Linked DNA regions of Sus scrofa: regions 2, 3 and 4 are each linked to region 1. Evidence: chromatin contacts called from public Hi-C data. All regions are on one chromosome and are shown on one strand. The core of a region is the stretch at or near the end of the contact, and the rest is flanking DNA. Distances in the headings are between cores, read along the strand shown.

Evidence for each region. Hi-C and Micro-C count contacts between places; a contact is called where the count stands out from the background.
Region 2: a contact with region 1 is called in a Hi-C map of embryonic fibroblasts, with 2.4 times the contacts expected there. The contact joins two enhancer-like sites. A contact is called at or near these places in 4 of 47 Hi-C or Micro-C datasets (embryonic fibroblasts and fibroblasts).
Region 3: a Hi-C map of embryonic fibroblasts shows a contact between it and region 1, with 2.6 times the contacts expected there. The contact joins two enhancer-like sites. A contact is called at or near these places in 2 of 47 Hi-C or Micro-C datasets (embryonic fibroblasts and fibroblasts).
Region 4: a contact with region 1 is called in a Hi-C map of embryonic fibroblasts, with 2.4 times the contacts expected there. The contact joins two enhancer-like sites. A contact is called at or near these places in 2 of 47 Hi-C or Micro-C datasets (embryonic fibroblasts and epiblast stem cells).

Annotation. Positions count from the first base shown.
Region 1 is chr1:181,224,972-181,227,671 of Sscrofa11.1, forward strand. The region is part of intron 4 of LOC102162767 (a long non-coding RNA gene); the gene reads left to right. Among named protein-coding and RNA genes, the nearest start is that of FRMD6, 110 kb to the right of the region's middle. Within about 2 kb of position 1,305, at least 9 of the 83 cell types and tissues checked have an H3K27ac peak or open chromatin away from gene starts, as enhancers often do. A contact at or near this core is called in embryonic fibroblasts, where this site is marked.
Region 2 is chr1:181,069,138-181,071,837 of Sscrofa11.1, forward strand. No RefSeq gene overlaps it. Among named protein-coding and RNA genes, the nearest start is that of TMX1, 140 kb to the left of the region's middle. Within about 2 kb of position 1,449, at least 15 of the 83 cell types and tissues checked have an H3K27ac peak or open chromatin away from gene starts, as enhancers often do. A contact at or near this core is called in embryonic fibroblasts, where this site is marked.
Region 3 is chr1:180,989,550-180,992,249 of Sscrofa11.1, forward strand. No RefSeq gene overlaps it. Among named protein-coding and RNA genes, the nearest start is that of TMX1, 57 kb to the left of the region's middle. Within about 2 kb of position 1,287, at least 22 of the 83 cell types and tissues checked have an H3K27ac peak or open chromatin away from gene starts, as enhancers often do. A contact at or near this core is called in embryonic fibroblasts, where this site is marked.
Region 4 is chr1:181,427,238-181,429,937 of Sscrofa11.1, forward strand. The region is part of intron 1 of LOC106509105 (a long non-coding RNA gene); the gene reads right to left. Among named protein-coding and RNA genes, the nearest start is that of GNG2, 57 kb to the right of the region's middle. Within about 2 kb of position 1,409, at least 18 of the 83 cell types and tissues checked have an H3K27ac peak or open chromatin away from gene starts, as enhancers often do. A contact at or near this core is called in embryonic fibroblasts, where this site is marked.

The DNA of each region.
Region 1 (2,700 bases), core at 55-2,554:
CACCTCCACTTTTGTCTTCCTTGAGACAGCTTATTAAATTTCACTATTAAGTAGCATTGAACAATTTTTAACACTTGGTCAAAAAATCTGATAATTCTGGATTTCTGTAACAAATCATAGAATTCTTGATCCAAAGTATCTTAAGCTAAAGAGTGAATTATTGGCTCCAAAAGTAAAAATCCAGGAATAGGTCTGTTTTCAAACATGGCTCACGGCAGGGTTCTTACCAGTTCATAATGCTGGATTTCTATGCTTTCTACTGTGTCAGCCCCCCTCCCAGTATCCATTGGAAAGGTCTTTCCAAAATCATATTCACCAGGAAAGAGAAAACTGCTTTTCTTATAGTCCCTGTGAAACTCCTGAAGTTCACTCAGAACTGTCACATTCCTGACTCTAGTTTAAGAGCCCGAACAGACTGTACCCAATAGGGTGGAGATAATTCACCCTCCAGTTAAACTGGGGTATTATTACTCTAGGAAGATGAGGTGGAGGGGAAAAAAGGTTGGGCAACCAAAAAAAAATTGTCCACTGTATGTCATTGTCACTATAGTTGAACCAATATCAACAGCTCATATCCATAATAAGTACACTGCTTGACAATATCCGTCTCAGGCTGGGTTTCAGTCTTGCATACTTCTGATGCTATTAAAGATCTTAGTTATAAAGATGAATGGAGATAGTATCTCTGTAGGGAACAGATTTTGAGAAACCCAAGTAAGAGCGTTTAAAAGCCAATGCTAGCAAAAATTTTTATAACACTACCTGTTAGATTTCAAATGAACAGTTCAGATAATAGAGGAATCTTCCTAATATGCTCTTAGTGCCTTCCTTGTTAACTAAGAACCAGAGTCCCTCGATTCTGAGAGGGCTTGACAGCAGTAACATAGTGAAAATTGAGGGAGATAAAAACTTTGGGTGTTCTGTAATGGAAAAAGCCGTGGGCATGCAGAAATTCCACAGAGTGTTTGGCTGTCAATTAGTTTGAGAATTTCATTCTAGGAAAGTAAGTTGTAACTCTCGTGTTATGGAGAAGTTTAAATATTTATACCAAGGGGTGAAAAAAAGAAAAGAAAGAAAGAAAAGCACAAAACCCTCTACCCCCAGAGCACCCACCACTGACAGGTTACATAATTCTGAGATCCAAGGTAATATATGGGTCTCTGCATCATGGTCTCTGCTGGGAAGTTGATGTTTCTGTTCCTCTTGGCTGCAAGTTTGCTCAGCTTGCGCCTGATGTCATCCTGATTCCTAACTCTTCCTTGAAGCCACAGGCTATAATGAATGAGTCACGGAGGTTAACAGGCAGCCCTTTCTGGTTTATATCGTATGCACATCCTGTAATAGTCCTGGAGTGGCATTCCATGATTCATATCCTAGCCTGGTGTGCCCTAACCAAATGCATCTTCTGGCGATGAACATTAAGAGCCCCACAGTGCACATTAGTATGGAGCAATTTAAGTAAACCATTTTTTTCCTACCCTCTGAGAACTTTCTTATGGTGTCCTACTCAAATATGATTTGTTTTTAATCATTGTGATGCTCAGCTTTACCTTCATCATTAAATATGATGTAATAATCTTGGGACTGTGCCAAGGAAACACCAACTATAAGGAGAGTTTCTTTGACCCCAGAAAGGCACATCTGGAAGCATTTTGGAGTGTGGGCATATTTCCCAAAGATTTTGAGATTGGATTGCTCTTGGTGTGACCCTGAAAAAATATATCAGGTCTTTGGTAATTGAACAAAACTGTGTCCCAGCCCGGGCTTTGTAAACAGTGTTATGTAATATTCATCTTGGAATACACAGGATGTTAATGAGGTATTACTATGAAATAATCTTTTACTAAAAAAATGCATGCCTAGCATCAAATAGTGGAGCTCATTACCACTTTCTTTTCTCCTAAGAAAGAATGATACCCAAAGATTTCTGGATCTTAGAAAGAAAGGAATTCCTATTATTTGCAAAAGCAGCATTAGGACAGTATGGCTACAGCACCAAAGGACAAGTGTCACTTAAAATGTGGCAAAATTAAAAAGAGGCATTGCCAGAAAAAAAATGGAAGTGCTCATGATTGCTAAGCCCTATAAGTAATGTAAACATATCTGGCATCTGTCCCCATTTTTTTCCTGGGCCCTTTTAAATGAAAGAGTCGTAATTCATTCTTAATCACCCACTAGGTGTTAGGTACCCTGTGGCTGGTAGCCATCAAAATTAATTGCAGGTGCCTCTGCGGGGCTTCAGTATAAGGCAATCATGATCATGATGAATTCCTAACACGCTCTGCCGACTTAGGGTAATTAACTCTGGGTCCCTCCCCTTGTTCTGAAGTGCGTCTAGTTCTCAGTGGATTTCTGAAGCTACATTTTGCCTTTTTTGAGAGAAAATAGAAAAAAAATAGAAAAAAAAGATGAACCCTACTCAATTTTTGGCTCGGGGAAGTGTGGGGGAAGGTAGGGGCGGTACAAGTTAGAGCCTAAAACACTGCTGTAAAGATGTTTCCCTGAAGCAGGAAAAGAAAGTGAATTTGGTCATGGTATATTTACCCTTGACTTTATGAAAATTGACTCCTTCTGGTGTTCAAAAGTCCAGACTTCAATGTCATCTTGATTCACTATTAAACCTTGGCTTTCAAAGTGTGATCTGAGGGCTGGCACCATAAGCATTACCTGGAAGCTAATTAGAAATGGAGAATCTGGCCA
Region 2 (2,700 bases), core at 199-2,698, 160 kb before region 1:
GTTTTTCCTAAAAAGGGAAATGTTGTCTGGGATTTAAGGGATATAGGCCAATCCTTCTGTGATGCTACATTAAGGCATGCGAATGAATACTGTGCTGAATTTCCCATGATATTGGGAGTACTGAGCTCCTACTCATCTTGATCTAGGAAAAGATAAGAATGTAGTCATTGGCTACATTTTCTTTTTCTCTCCTGGAATCAGCCAGTATTAAGTACAAGCATCTTTGGGGATTTGGATATGTGCATAGCTGAGTCAGTGCTGGAATCAGGGATGTGGAAGGATGAAATTCTGAGGCTTGGCATTCCTGGCCCAATCCTCCTTCTTTTCTTAGAAAAGAAGCCTTCCTCATTGATCTCCCAAACCAGCTGATGACTGTAATAAAGGTTTTCCTAGTATTAACATTAGATTGGATTCCTAGGATCTGATTTTTACCATTATTTTTTTTTTTCCCTAAAGAAATGAGAAAAAAAATCACTTAGCCACCGGCATGTGTTAAACTGTAAGCAGGTCATGTAGCTCTTCTGAGCCTGGGGCAAATAAGCAGAAAGTGTTAGTGACGTGTGCTGAGAACTAGGTTAAACACATTTCTCAGGACTTATCAGAGTAATTTCCTAATGCTGGCAGGGAAGGGTAGAGGCACTCAGGAGGGATGATCATACCCCTCCCCCAACCCCCACCTGTCCAAGTGCCTCTGTTCATGCTAAGGCTCCTTTTCACCAAAAGGTCTTTGCTTCCACCAAAGCTACTTCCCAGAGCTGACTAGGGTTTTAAAAAAAGAAAACATTGAGATGGACGAAATTGACCAATGGCCTGTTTAGCGCCTTTGTTTTGTGCCCTTCCTTTTGCCAGGAATAACCCCTTCTCTTCTGAAGCCTCTGGCATATGTCTCTGCTGTCAAAACCCTTCTCAGCAAAGAGTGACAAGCTTATTTACACCATGGAGCAGCCTGTTGACATCAAAGTGCACATGACACATAGCTTCTGTCTCACCCAGTGCTTTATTCCAAAAGGTATAAAGGACTACCAGACGACTATCAAGCATTGGCTAGGTGGTTGGGGATTTCTGAAAGACGGGCAGAGGATAAGGACTAATGGCCCCTGAAGTAGCACTGTGTAGGCAGAGGTGTCTGTAGGTCTCAGGAAAGGTTGAAGTTGGAGGTGCCACAAGGGAAGTATGAACATACAATAATGATAGGCTGCCACTAGGGGGCACTTCAGTGCCTTGATTGCCTGGCCAAATATCAGGCTTACCATAGAGAATAAGATAATTTTTACTTCTTTAAAAATGTAGAATTTAAATAATTTTGCTAAATTAAGTTTCAAGATGATTCATGTGAGTTCTTAAACAAATCAAAATCTAGGAAAAAATTTGCTACCTGTCTCACTATCCGTAGGCTGCTTTCATCATTTAGGGTAACCCTGTTTATAGCACCGGATGTCATGACTACAATCCCTCTGACTCACACTGATTCTTATTTGGGAACCACACTTTTTTATTAGGACAAGGAAGAACATTTAAAGGGATTTTCACAGTTTTAGCAACCCAACAGTAATCTGTACCTTTCTCTTTTCATTTTCTACTGCTACATGGAATGGAAGGAGCAGCTTTCTGTGTTACTGTGGGGATTATTTTGCAAGTGTCACTGTGGAGAATAATTTACTTTTTTAAAAAGATGAAGTAATCTTAGCTGATATCTGCAAGATGTTATAAGGACTTTTGGAGCCAAATTACTCTAAAGTCACATTAAGGAGAGTCTGACAATTGTAAGACAAAATGTGTGTGACTCAATCTGTTTGAAGCCCTGCAGCATTCCCCTTTGCTTAAAAATGAGACATAAATTCTGTATAGCATGAATGAGGTTGGACAGATATAGCGAATTAATTTAAGTGAATGTTGAAAGATCAGGTGAAGACATTGTAAAGAAATCTTCATGTTTGATTCAGGAAGTTGCATGTAATTTTGTGGGTAGTAGGGAGTCATTGAAGGTTTTCGATTGAGGAGGATGGTATTCTTGGAGTGTGCTTTAGCTGCAGGGAAAATGGAAATGAGGGAAAAAGCTCAAAATATTGGTGGGAGTGGATCCTACAGGACCAGGCAACAGATCAAATGTGGAGACTAATGAAGAAGGAGGAGTTAAAGATGACTCAGATTTTGAACACGGGAGGGGGAGGATGACAGAACCATGAAAGAACAGAGAGGCAAAAAGTCCTTGGAGAAAAATGTAATTAACTTGGTCTTGAGCATGCAGAGTTTGAAAATCAAATAAAAAATGTATTGGAGTATATTCTCATGTACAGCACTGTTCTCATATAATAAAACAATAACAATACCATTTATTAAACATGGGGCAAGTATTTTATATGAACTCGCCCAGATACAGGCTGAGTCCTCATTGTCATGAAATGATCTTTAGGTTTCTGGGCAGAGGGGGAATAGGTCCTGGGCTTATTCATCACTTGGGAAAAAGGAGAGAAAGGGTGAGAAGGTAGCAAAGGACACATAAGAAGAGATGTAAGAGGCGGTCACTCCAAGCAGCACAGCATCATGGAGATGATGACTTTGCTTTGGTGGACAGGAGCATGGGTCTTCAAGTTGGACTGGCCGAGTTCAAATTTAGCTTCCATAACATAACCAGCAGTGTTATTTTGGCAACTTAACAGCTGTGAGCCTCTATTTCCCCATGTACGGAAATTGGGCTAT
Region 3 (2,700 bases), core at 37-2,536, 240 kb before region 1:
AATTGGCATAGTTTCTATTTTCCTAATCGGACTATGACATATTTCTGTAAATAGTTCCTTCTTTAAATAATTTTCACTTCAATTCCTTAAATGTGCCCTTGATTCCTGCTGCGATCCCTACTGATACATTATCTTAGAGGGATATTGCTAAAATAACAGTAAAGGTGAAAGCCCCTTTTAAACCAAAAAGTGCTGTGTCTTGTTACTATTAGTACTAGTAGTACCAGTAATATTCCGAATGAAACTTCCTCTGTGGTTTCCCTTGAGGCACCAGCATCCAGAGTAGAAGGATGATAAGCATTAGAAAATGATTATAGTGTCAGGGTTTTGACTGACACTTTGTGGCTCTAACCCTGAAGGTCAGGATGAAAAGCCAGGACAGGAAATCTGTCCCCTTTCTTAAGAGAGGGTGTGGAGAACATAATAGAAATCTCATATTTATATTCACAAGTAAATGTGGGGAAGAAGCCGGAGTGTCTGTGTCCTTAAGTGATACGGAGGCTCTGGCTCCTGTCAAGACAAGGCTCTGATCCCAGACGTCAGTCCCCAGCGATTCAGTGACACTTCAACATCCGGACTTAAAATGAACAATCTGGTTGCTTTTCCAGAGCAGTAAATGACTGGAAAATCCCCAAACACAAGCCAACTCAGCAAAGGCCAGAAACCTCTTGCAGCCATAGCCCTGGCCAGAGATTTCCCTACAGGGTGGGGTTCCCCAGCCTCTTCAAGAGGAGCCCTCCTTTCTGCTCGGGTCGTATGGTAAAAAGAGGCTTCAGCAGGTCTCCCAGGGGCTGGAAAGGAGTGGGGGTGCCTGGGGGTAGGAGGTGTTGTGGGCAAGTCCACTGAGGAGAGTCTCAGCTTCCCTGTGGCTCTGGCTGTCTCCACATTCTGGAGAATACAGGCAATCCCTGCCAGGAAAGAAGGCCTCAAAACACCAAGTCTGAGGGAGATGAATAAGGCATTTCTGGAGCAGCTGTTAATCAAGAAAACCTGGGCAAAAACGGCAGGCTCTTGCTTTCTTCTGAAACTGTTTGCCTGGCTTGGTGTCTTTGTATTTGGATAGGGGTAACCGTGAGAAAAAGTTCATCTATGTGGGTTTTGTGGCTAGATGTTAGTCATACACACGAGTGACTTCTCCAATGCCCAGGAGCTCTGTAAACCCCAAGAAATTATTTGTAAAACCATGTGTGTGCATGGAAAGTTTTCCGGAGCCTGTAAATGTCATCTGATTCACAAAAGGGTCAGTGTCCCCTCCCTGCCTCTCTCCCCATCTCCAAATTGAGAACAGCTCTCAATTATGAGTCACTGGAGGGCAGGACCATGACTTTCATCCTTGAAGCTCCAACAGCATCCTGCCCGATGTGATTTTTGCATAGTCTTTTAATGAGTATTTACTAAATTGAACAGGTAAAAGTAAAAAGTAGACTTCTAACTTCTAAGGAATCCACAATAAATCCTTTTCACCCTGAACATGAGAGACATTTTCCAGGATCTCATTAACAGCTTCTTCTATTTCTGGAGTCTGGAGTTTCCTCTTACAGGAATCCTGACATCAGAGGACACAAGAACTAATGTGGAAGCCTGAGGGCAGGTTCCCCCACCAGCACTCCATGCTTTTGTGTTTTGTACCCTACTTTCATCATTTGGAAAATCATAGTCTCTTCCTGTGTCTATTACTTAATGACATTTTTATGGAGAAGCATAATAAAAATAAGAGGAAGGAATTTTTTTATAAACTAGAAGTCATGGTACCAGCACTGATGGATGACATAGGAGTCAGGTACTCTCACTTCCAGGTTATTAGAGGGGGGGAAAAAGAGACAAATTGAGGTAGGAACAAGAGATGTAGTGAGATACTGTTATTACGATCATTACAAATTGACCAGGCATAGTGTAGGTGATGAGGGAAGAAAGGTAGCTTTGAGTCCCTCACTTCAAGACAGAACAATGGAAATGAATCAGAAGAGTGCAATGAGTCAGAACAGTGAAAAGACTATATTAATTTTTTTAACCACTACCTTCATCTTAGCTGGGATTATTTTCCTCTTAGTTATGACTCCTAGTCTACTAGGGACGTTAAAATGGGGGGACTGTGGTAGGAAATGGGCACCATATTTCATTGATTCTGGAATGCACATTTTCTACGTTCCAGCATCTCTGGGGTTTACTTGGGAGTGTCAGCTATGCTCAGCAGAGATGCCATTGTAAATAGTGCTTCAAACCTGGACATAGTTGTTCATATTGCCATCACTTCGGTTGAATTAAATGCACTGAATTTAGTGCAGCTGTTGGGGTGAGTTCCTATTTGAAAGACCCTCAGAAAGATTACACTATTACTTGGCACTGAAATGAAAAATTTATTGTGTGCAAAATGGTGTGGAAACAGAGCAACAGGGCTTTGATATTGGTGGAGCAGATATACATGGTTGGGGGAATGAACACAAATTCATATGTTTTGCAAAGCAACAACAGAGTGCTTTCTAGAAGCTAAGAGAGGAAGAGCCATCCCTAAAGTAGAAGCAAGTTCTACTAAGCTCCACGATAGGGTTGCCATCACAAGCCCAGCTGAGTGACAGGAGAAAATGCCAATTCTTCCTGAATGAAAGAGACGTCAAAGCAAGGAGAGGCTTGCATGACCGTGGAGCCTGTGGTTAGGGAATTGTATCCTAGTTGAATGGACTGTGTTTTTCCTTAGTACTT
Region 4 (2,700 bases), core at 159-2,658, 200 kb after region 1:
TCCCTGAACACCCTGTTCAACATCGGGCTCTTCCATCACGTCTCTACCATGTAACCGTCTCTAGTTCTCCGAGAGCAAATGTCACAGTCTCCAACTCTGGTTTTCTAATTCATTTATTAGTATTTTATTACCTGCCTCCTATACCATTAATAGCAGCACTGCCTAACCCTCCACCCACAGCACCTGAAACAGGTTCTTGGCCCCACAGGCACCCTGTGAATTTGAGTTGAATGAATGAAGCAGCATTGGATTATGCGAACAAGAGAGATGCTTCTCTCCATTCTAAAATGCACGTTTTCTTGGAGTTCCCGTCCTGACTCAGCAGAAACAAACCTGAGTAGTATCCATGAGGACGCATGTTCAATCCCTGGCCTCACTCATTGGGTTAAGGATCCGGCATTGCTGTGAGCTGTGGTCTAGGCCAGCGGCTACAGCTCTGATTTGACCGCTATCCTAGCCTGGGAACCTCCATATGCCATGGGCGCGGCCCTAAAAATACAAAAAATAAAACGCATGTTTTATTGTTCTGGACCTAGGTTGCATCTTACAGTGAATGCGCATGTTTGAGGGTGTGTTTCGCTCCCATTCCTACCTGAAAACTCTTTCTTAGTGTATCAAGTACGCATGTTGGAAACCATGTCTTAGCACCAATGCAGGACAGCAAACACTATCCTGAGCTCTGTAGCTTAGCTATCTCCAAACCCAGGACACTCTTTCTGAGCAATGAGGAGGAGAGAGGCACATCAAAGGGAATCAAATAAGGAAACCAGTGCCCAGGAACAGTCAGGAGGAATGTAAAGCATAAAGGATGTCAGTAGAGGTCAGGGCGGGCTGCCAGTGGTCTTCATTGGGCACTGAGCTGTATGAATTTCTCTTCCTCTCCTGCCTCCCCCATCCCACTTTGGTGTTGATTAATGTGCCAGAGACCACGCCTCTGATGGCCTAGAGTCCTGGGGTGGCAGGACACATGGGCCTAGTCCTCATGGAGTCCTGGGCATGCACAAAGCTGAAGGCTCCACTCAGGGGCTGCTTGGATTGGAACTTGAAGCCTTCTACCAAAGTGTGGTTCTGCAGCAACTGCTTCAGAACCAGTCAGAGTGTGCATAACACGCAGATTCTTTGGGCCCAACCCCTCCACCCCAGAATCAGCCTCCATAAGCAGTGCCCAGAATCTGCTTTTTAATAAGCTCCCCACCCCCCAAACACGATTCTTATGTGAGTGGTTCTTAAACTTAACAAATGAAAATGAAGGAAGTATATGATTCACAAAGGGAATTAACTCAACTCCAAGCAGCTTCTATTACAAATGAGAAAGGAATCCCACAAGCCACTGCTGGAGGCGCTCGGGTCTGGAGTGAGGTCTCGTCAGCAAGGCAGGGCCTGGGGGCAGAAAACAGAGCTGGGCTCCGGAGCGTCCGCCTCCTGTTCTTGGCTGCAGCCTGACCCCTGGTGGTCAGAGTGAGTGGTTTAGTACAAAGGACCCAGAACCTTTGGCTATTTGGGATGCCAGGAAATGTTGTAACAAACTCCACCTCAGCAACCAAAGGCTCTATTGCCAAAACTAGGATGATTTGAGGAGGAAGATATTCGTATGTTATGGATTTTCCAAATTCCTTGTTTGACCTCCATTGTTGACTCATCCTGTCAATGCCCCTCCCCAAACATCTCTAGGTTGCATTTTAGCTACATTTCTGCATCTCATCTGAGGGAAGAGAGCAGGACAAGGAGTTTTGTTTTTTGTTTTGTTTTTTTAAGGCTGGAGATGTGGCCAGAATTCGCAAACTAAAAACAGGTCACAGGTGTACCCACAGTCTCCCTAATGCCGCTGCCTTTTCCTCATCAGCCCAGGTCCACTCTGCCTCTCACCCGGCTGGCGCACCTGAACCCACAGAGGAGTGAGTGAGCCCGTGAGCCGGCCTCACCGTGGCAGCAGTCCTCCCTCTGCCCACCTGGTAAAGGGAGGCTCATTTAGCACCAGGACATGGAACCTGTCAACTTGCTGAAGCTCAGCCTCTCCCAGGATGCAGGTGGTCATGAAAACAGGTAATTTAAAGAAGTCTCTCCAGTAATATACCACCCTCTCCCTCTCCTTTTTAATTCTTAGGCATTTGTAACAACAGAAAGAGATTATCAGACTTGAATGATGAATAAGAGTGTGTGTTTGCATTTCCAGAACTGAAATACAGAGCTCAAATCAGTGACTGCAAAAAAAAAAAAAAAAAAAAAAAGCTGAGTTATTGTAAAGAAGGTAGCAAATTCAGAGAGGGGAAAGTTCAACCCAGAGTCAGTGGAAGGGAAGCTCTGCCTGAGAGGCAGGACCTGAGTTGGTTCAGGGTTGACTCTTCAGGTGTTTGCACACTTGTCTGAGAGCTCTCTGTAAGGAAGGCTTTGAGCTGAATGCTAGGAAGTCAAAATAAATAAAAATAAGGCCTCTGACTCCTCCCTTCAAGTTCTTAGTCTTTCGGGAGGCTGTGGAAAGTCATAGGAGCCAACAACTATCACACTATTTGGACTCTGATTTTTTTTTTTTTTTTTTTTTTTTTTTTTTGGCATTTTAGAGCCCCACCCACAGCATATGGAAGTTCCCAGGCTAGGGGTCAAATGGGAGCTGCAGTCACTGACCTACACCACAGCCACAGCAATGCCAGATCCTTAACCACTGAGCAAGGCCAGGGATCAAACCCACATCCTCATGGATAC